Linked DNA regions of Sus scrofa: region 1 is linked to region 2. The links are chromatin contacts, called in public Hi-C maps. All regions are on one chromosome and are shown on one strand. Each heading gives the region's core, a stretch centred on a gene start, on an enhancer-like site or on the middle of the called end of the contact. The rest is flanking DNA. Distances are from core to core; before and after follow the strand shown.

Region 1 (2,937 bases), core at 148-2,647, 140 kb after region 2:
CTGAGAGACAGATGATGGCACAGAGAAATGTGGCTTTAGGAGAACTTAGAAGAAGGACTTGGGTCCAACCAAGCTTCACATGAAGTAGCTCGATAGAGTGACACTTTGGAGCTTTTCCCAGAAGAAAGGATTGCTTTGGACTGGGAGGCAAAGTGAGGTGTTCCCAGCTGCAGATATATTTAAAATATTTTCATTTAGAGAAAAAAAAATTTTTTAAAGGAGTTCACATCGTGGCACAGAAGAAATGAATCCGACTAGGAATCATGAGATTGTGGGTTCACTCCCTGGCCTCACTCAGTGGGTTAAGGATCTGGGTTGCCATGAGCTGTGGTGTAGGTTGCAGGCACAGCTCAGATCTGGCATTGCTGTGACTGTGGTGCAGGCCAGAGGCTACAGCTCTGATTAGACGCCTAGCCTGGGAACCTCCATATGCTGCGGGTGCGGCCCTAAAAAGAGAAAAGACAGAAGAAATAAATAAATAAATAAATATTTTCATTTAGGAGGAGCAATGACCTGTCTAAATTGAACTAGCATCCCTAACCTTATTCCATAAGGCTATCAGGGAGATACAATGTGACTTACTCTGAGAGAAATCTTTGCTTTTACCTGACCTACAGTTGAGTCTTGCATGTCTCCATATTTTTCCTTTGCTTTTACTTTTTCTTCCAATGACTATGGGATTTCCCTTTTGGTTTCTCTATAGGAGACTTAATGTTCAAGGGGTAAGGGAATTAATAAATCTTAATCCAGTAAGGATGATTGTTTCCGTCTGCCTTAATAAAAGCACAAGCTCCTGGCTTCTTCATGGTGTCATTCTAAGGAGTTCCTGAAGGCCACCACCCAGCAGGTGGTGCCTGTCGGGGGCCACAGAAACCACCATCCCTCCCGTGTGCACCAGGAGCTTAACCCGGGAGTGGTTACCCCATGCGCTAAATGGGAGCACATCCTTCCTTTAAGGCAAACTTTGCAAACAGGAATAACCTTGAAAAAGACCCTTTAGAGCAGATCAATGCTCAGGAACGTTGCCAACCACTAACATCTCCCCTTTGACATTTCACAGATGTGTTACTTATCCTGGAGAGGCCTTCTTCCACCCCAAACCCAAACCCCTGCTCTGTCCTTTGGGTGCAGTGGGAGCTTGTCGGATGAGCCCCTGGAGAAATATATGCACCCTCTCCTCTCCTTCCTCAACCTTGGCGGAGAACCCCCTGCCCCTCTGCGAATTCTTCCGTGATACCCTGACCTTAGCCTCTCAGGAGAAGTCTCCATTTGTTCTGGAGGTCTTCTGGTGGTACCAGATTTCCAGCCCCCTGGCTCTGGCTGAAAGCAGAACCATCCCGCGGTCCCCAACCCCTCCACCCCCACACCCACCCCCACACCCACCCCAAGCTTGGAGATGGTTGCGGGGCTGCGTTAGCCATTAATGGCCATCATCCATTTTTAATCAGAAAGATCACAAGAAGGATGGTAAGCGAATCCTAGTCGCAAGTCAATTTAAATAACATTCCCGGGGAAATCCAATCACTTAAAAGTGAGACACCTCCGCGAGCAAGAGCCCCCGCCCGTACGGCGGGGAAAGAGCAAGACGGGTGAATTAATCAAAATCAGGAGGCTCCCATGCTGAGCTCTGAGTGTTAACCCTTCCAGCCCCAGAGGGTCCCCAGGGGGGACTTGGAAGAGCGCGGCCGGCCGTGGCCAAGATGCCCACGGCAACCCAGCGCAGGCTGCCTCTGCCATCTTGGGCGGCTCCGAACGCCCTGCACCCGAAAGGAGCGGCTGGGCGCGCCAGGTTAAGGTCAGAAGCTAAGGAGGCTGTTCTGGCGGCGGGAAGCGGCCGCCTCCTGCAGCCTCGGCGCGCCTCGGGCTCCTCCTTCCGCCCAAGCGTGGCCAAGTGAGGACTGCTCTGGCCGCAGGTAGCGGAGGCGCGGGAGACGGCGCGCGGGACTCAAACCGAGCGCGACGGGAGGGGCCGACGGATACGCAGACAGACTGTTTCCCCTGCCCCGGACTTTAGCGACGGTGCCCGCGAGCCATGTGGGGACTGGGGGTCACGGCCGAGGGCCTGTCGGTGGCACCGCCGCCGCCGCCGCTGCTGCCGCTGCTGCTGCTGCTGACGCTAGCGCTGGTGGCGCCCTCGCGGGGCGGCGGGGGTTGCGCGGAGCTGGCATGCGGCGAGCGGGAGCGCTGCTGCGACGCGGCCAATGCCACCGCGGTGCGCTGCTGCAAGCTGCCGCTGCACGCCTTCCTCGACAACGTGGGCTGGTTTGTCCGCAAGCTCTCCGGGCTGCTTATCCTGCTGGTGCTCTTCGCCATCGGCTACTTCCTGCAGCGCATCATCTGCCCCAGTCCACGCAGGTATCCGCGCGGGCAGGCGCGGCCGGGGCAGGGGCGGCCGGGGCCACCGGGGTGCGCAGGGCAGCCGGGGGCCCCAGTGCCGCCGGACGACGACGACGATGATTCGCCCGCGCTGCTGCGCGACGAGGCGGCTGCCGGCTCTCAGGACTCGCTGCTGGACAGTGGCGGCGGTGGCCGGGGCAGGGCAGGCGGCGGGCGTTCGGCCACCTCCTGCGCCTCGGAGCATGAGCTGCGCGTAGTCTCTCCCGTCTTCCTGCAGCTGCCCAGCTACGAGGAGGTCAAGTACCTGCCAACCTACGAGGAGTCCATGCGGCTGCAGCAGCTCAGTCCCGGGGATGTTGTGTTGCCTGTGTCTGTGCTCGGCCGCCCGCGAGGTGGCGGCGCGGGGGAGTCAAACGACGGCGGCCAGGGCCGCTTCCCGCTTATCTGAGCGCCCAGGGCAGCCCAGGGACCACGCGGACAGAACTGGGCCGGGGACTGCGGGTGGGACACAATGGCTGGGGTGACCTCGGCCGCTGCCAATTGCCTCAGTCCCTACCTGTTGCCCTGCGACTAGGTTGGGGCTACCCCTACCCCGCTTCC
Region 2 (2,978 bases), core at 138-2,637:
GTGCAGATGACAGTGGGTACCTCTGGAGAACCTGACCACAGCACCGTTCGAGAATCCCCAAACCAGCTCTTTTTAGACATTGCCACCTAAAAAGCAGCCGCTTTTAAACGTCTGTGAGACGCTGATGAGACGTTGATGACAAACACAGACAACGGCTGCCTTTACAATAATAGCAGAAACCCTCCAAGCATTGTTGATCCCGCGCCTTCTGTGCTCCAGACTTTAGTGACCCAGGGGGGTGGGCGGGGGCAGAGAGGCTGAGGGCGGGGGGAGGTGCTCCACGCATGGCCCAAGGGGGGCGTTAAGGAAATAACCCTGCTGTCAATGAAAACAACTTGAAAGCCGGGAGGCCAAAGCGCGGATGTTCAGAAACATCTCCAAAGTTCACTTCCAGATGCAAAAGGCGCAGGGGCTCCAGGAAGCTGAAGCTCAAGGACAGGGGAGCAGATGAGGACAGCAGAAGCCAGGCCTCGGAGGCGGGAGGCGGGGAGTCACCCGCGGAAGCCGGAAGGGGGCGAGTCCACCCGCAAAGAACAAAGGGGATGCCGCAGGGCGACCTGCCCTCCTCCTCACCCGCCCGCGCCCCGCTACTGCTTCCAACTGGAAGATGAGAACAAATCTGCCCACCTGCCGCCGCGCGGCTAGGCAGCGGGCTGTAGGAAGCCGCGGCCACAAGGGGCAGCAGCGCAGCCCGTAGCCCCGCCTCCCGGTCCGGAGCGCGGGCCTTCCAGCAGCGCGCCACCACAGTGAGGTCCGCCCGACCCAGGTGCCGCCGCCAGGGCCTGGGCTGGGGGTGGGAAGTCAGAATTGGGAATGACGGGCGCTTCGCCTCCCCAATGCTCCGTGCCCGCGCGGGGCATGCGCCGCCGCCTACGGGTGCTTTGTGAGGCCGGAGCGGGGATGCCCGGGCGGGAAAAGGGCGAAAGCGCCCCGCCTGGGAAAAGGGCAAAAACAGAGTCCGCGGTGGAGCAGGATGAAGGGGGCAAAGCCCCTTCTCCACGCGTGGATGTTAGGTCCGGGTGCACCCCCACCCCCACTGCGCCCTCTTTCCTACACCCCTACACCCAGCCCGGCGGCGGCGCTCACCTGCTCTCCACGACCCCCTCGCCTCCGCTCATCGTCGCTCTGCGGCTGGGAGGCGGCGCCTTGCGCGCCCGGGGATCTGCTCTCGGCTCGCGCCGGGGCGCCTGCTGGAGAGGTTCGCGTGCTGAGCTGCCCTACGCACCCGGAGGCTGCCGACGCTGCTGGGGGAGGGAAAAGGGCGAGCGAGAGCCACCAGGGGAGGGGACTGGGAGGGAGGGGGCGCCGGGCGCCCTGCCGCAGCCGCAGCCGAAGGCAGTCGGGGCTCCTAAACGGAAACGCACGATCGCCCGCGCCCCCGCGCGTGCACGCCGGCGTGCACACTCGCACACGTGCGCACACCGGCCGCTCGGTGGCTGCTTACTGCCCTGTGAGAACTAGGTTTGGTGACACTAACGCGCAGAGATTCTGTGAAAGAAAAGGGCCAGCTCCTTTCTAGAGGGGACAGAGAGCTCAGGAGGGTTGGATACTCTTGTATCTGTGATTTTTCACGAGACAACCTCCTCCCCGGAGGAATTCTCAGATTTTCTTAGGATCTGTAAGCCCCCTGAAATTCTTTCAGATTTTGTATCTAAATACAGGTATCTGGAATGAGGGACTCTGGCTTTCACATGATTAAACACCCCCACCCCAAACTGTAAGAATGGATGGACTAAGCCAGTGGTCCCCAAACTTTGCTGCACATTAGATCACCCAGAGAGCTTATCAAATCTCAAAGCCTCAAGCGGTATCCCAGACCAATTAGTGCAGTGAGATCCAGGTGTCAGTATTTTTTAAAGATCCAGGCAATTAAAACATTCAGGAAGGAGTTTCCAGTTGTGGTGCAGCAGAAACAAATCCATCTAGGAACCGTGAAGTTTCGGGTTCCATCCCTGGCCTTGCTCACTGGGTTAAGGATCTGGCGTTGCCGCGAACTGTGGTGTTGCAGAAGTGGCTCGGATCGCAAGTTATTGTGGCTGTGGTGTAGGCCGGCGGCTACAGCTCTGATTCGACCCCTAGCCTGGGAACCTCCATATGCCACAAGTGCGGCCCTAAAAAGACAAAAGACAAAAAAAAAAAAAAAAAAAACTCAGGAAAATGTGAGAACCACTGCTTAGACTATTGGTGGCCTTCATTGTACACTGTTTTTTTCTTAGCTGTTTTTCAGCATGATTGTTTTCTTGTCTGTCTTTTCCATGAGGTGGTGGGTATCACACAGCATCTAGCCCAGGTCTGGCTCACAGTAGGTGCTTAGAAATACACTTACTGGAGTTCCCGTCGTGGCGCAGTGGTTAACGAATCCGACTAGGAACCATGAGGTTGCGGGTTCGGTCCCTGCCCTTGCTCAGTGGGTTAACGATCCGGTGTTGCCGTGAGCTGTGGTGTAGGTTGCAGACGCGGCTCGGATCCCACGTTGCTGTGGCTCTGGCGTTAGGCCGGTGGCTACAGCTCCGATTCGACCCCTAGCCTGGGAACCTCCATATGCCGCGGGAGCGGCCCAAGAAATAGCAACAACAACAACAACAACAAAAAGAAAAAAAAAAAAAGAAAGAAAGAAATACACTTACTGCAGGAAGGAGGAAAAGACAGAGTCCAGGACTGGTCCTCTACTTTGCTCTTCCTGAAATTCTCCATAGATTGAGATACCCTTAACTGAAGGGAAACGACTTCATGTAATGCCTGAAGCTGGGGAAGAAAATGTGCCTTTGTGCTTTGAAGGGATGTGTTGTCCTTTTTTTTTTTTTCTTTTTTTTTTTTTTTTTTTTGGCGGGGGGCGCAGCTCTGCAACATATGGAAGTTCCCAGGCTAGGGGTTGAATCAGAGCTACTGCTGCTGGTCACAGCTGCAGCCAGTGCTGCAGCAATTCAGGATCCCAGCCATCTGCAACCTGCACTGCAGCTCACAGCAACACCGGATCC

What was found. A called contact is a pair of places that touch in the nucleus more often than the background predicts.
Region 1: a contact with region 2 is called in a Hi-C map of skeletal muscle, with 3 times the contacts expected there. The contact joins the promoter of C13H3orf80 here to the promoter of LOC100514323 in region 2. A contact is called at or near these places in 2 of 47 Hi-C or Micro-C datasets (heart right ventricle and skeletal muscle).

Annotation. Positions count from the first base shown.
Region 1 is chr13:99,923,489-99,926,425 of Sscrofa11.1, forward strand. C13H3orf80 reads left to right here and starts at 1,398. Exons shown (of 2, transcript XM_021069728.1): 1 at 1,398-2,937. The coding sequence starts at 2,033. The coding sequence ends at 2,785.
Region 2 is chr13:99,785,127-99,788,104 of Sscrofa11.1, forward strand. It overlaps LOC100514323 (NACHT, LRR and PYD domains-containing protein 1a-like), which reads right to left and starts at 1,388. Exons shown (of 17, transcript XM_021069727.1): 1 at 1,087-1,388. The coding sequence starts at 1,118. LOC106507994 (a long non-coding RNA gene) reads left to right here and starts at 343. Exons shown (of 4, transcript XR_001304462.2): 1 at 343-766.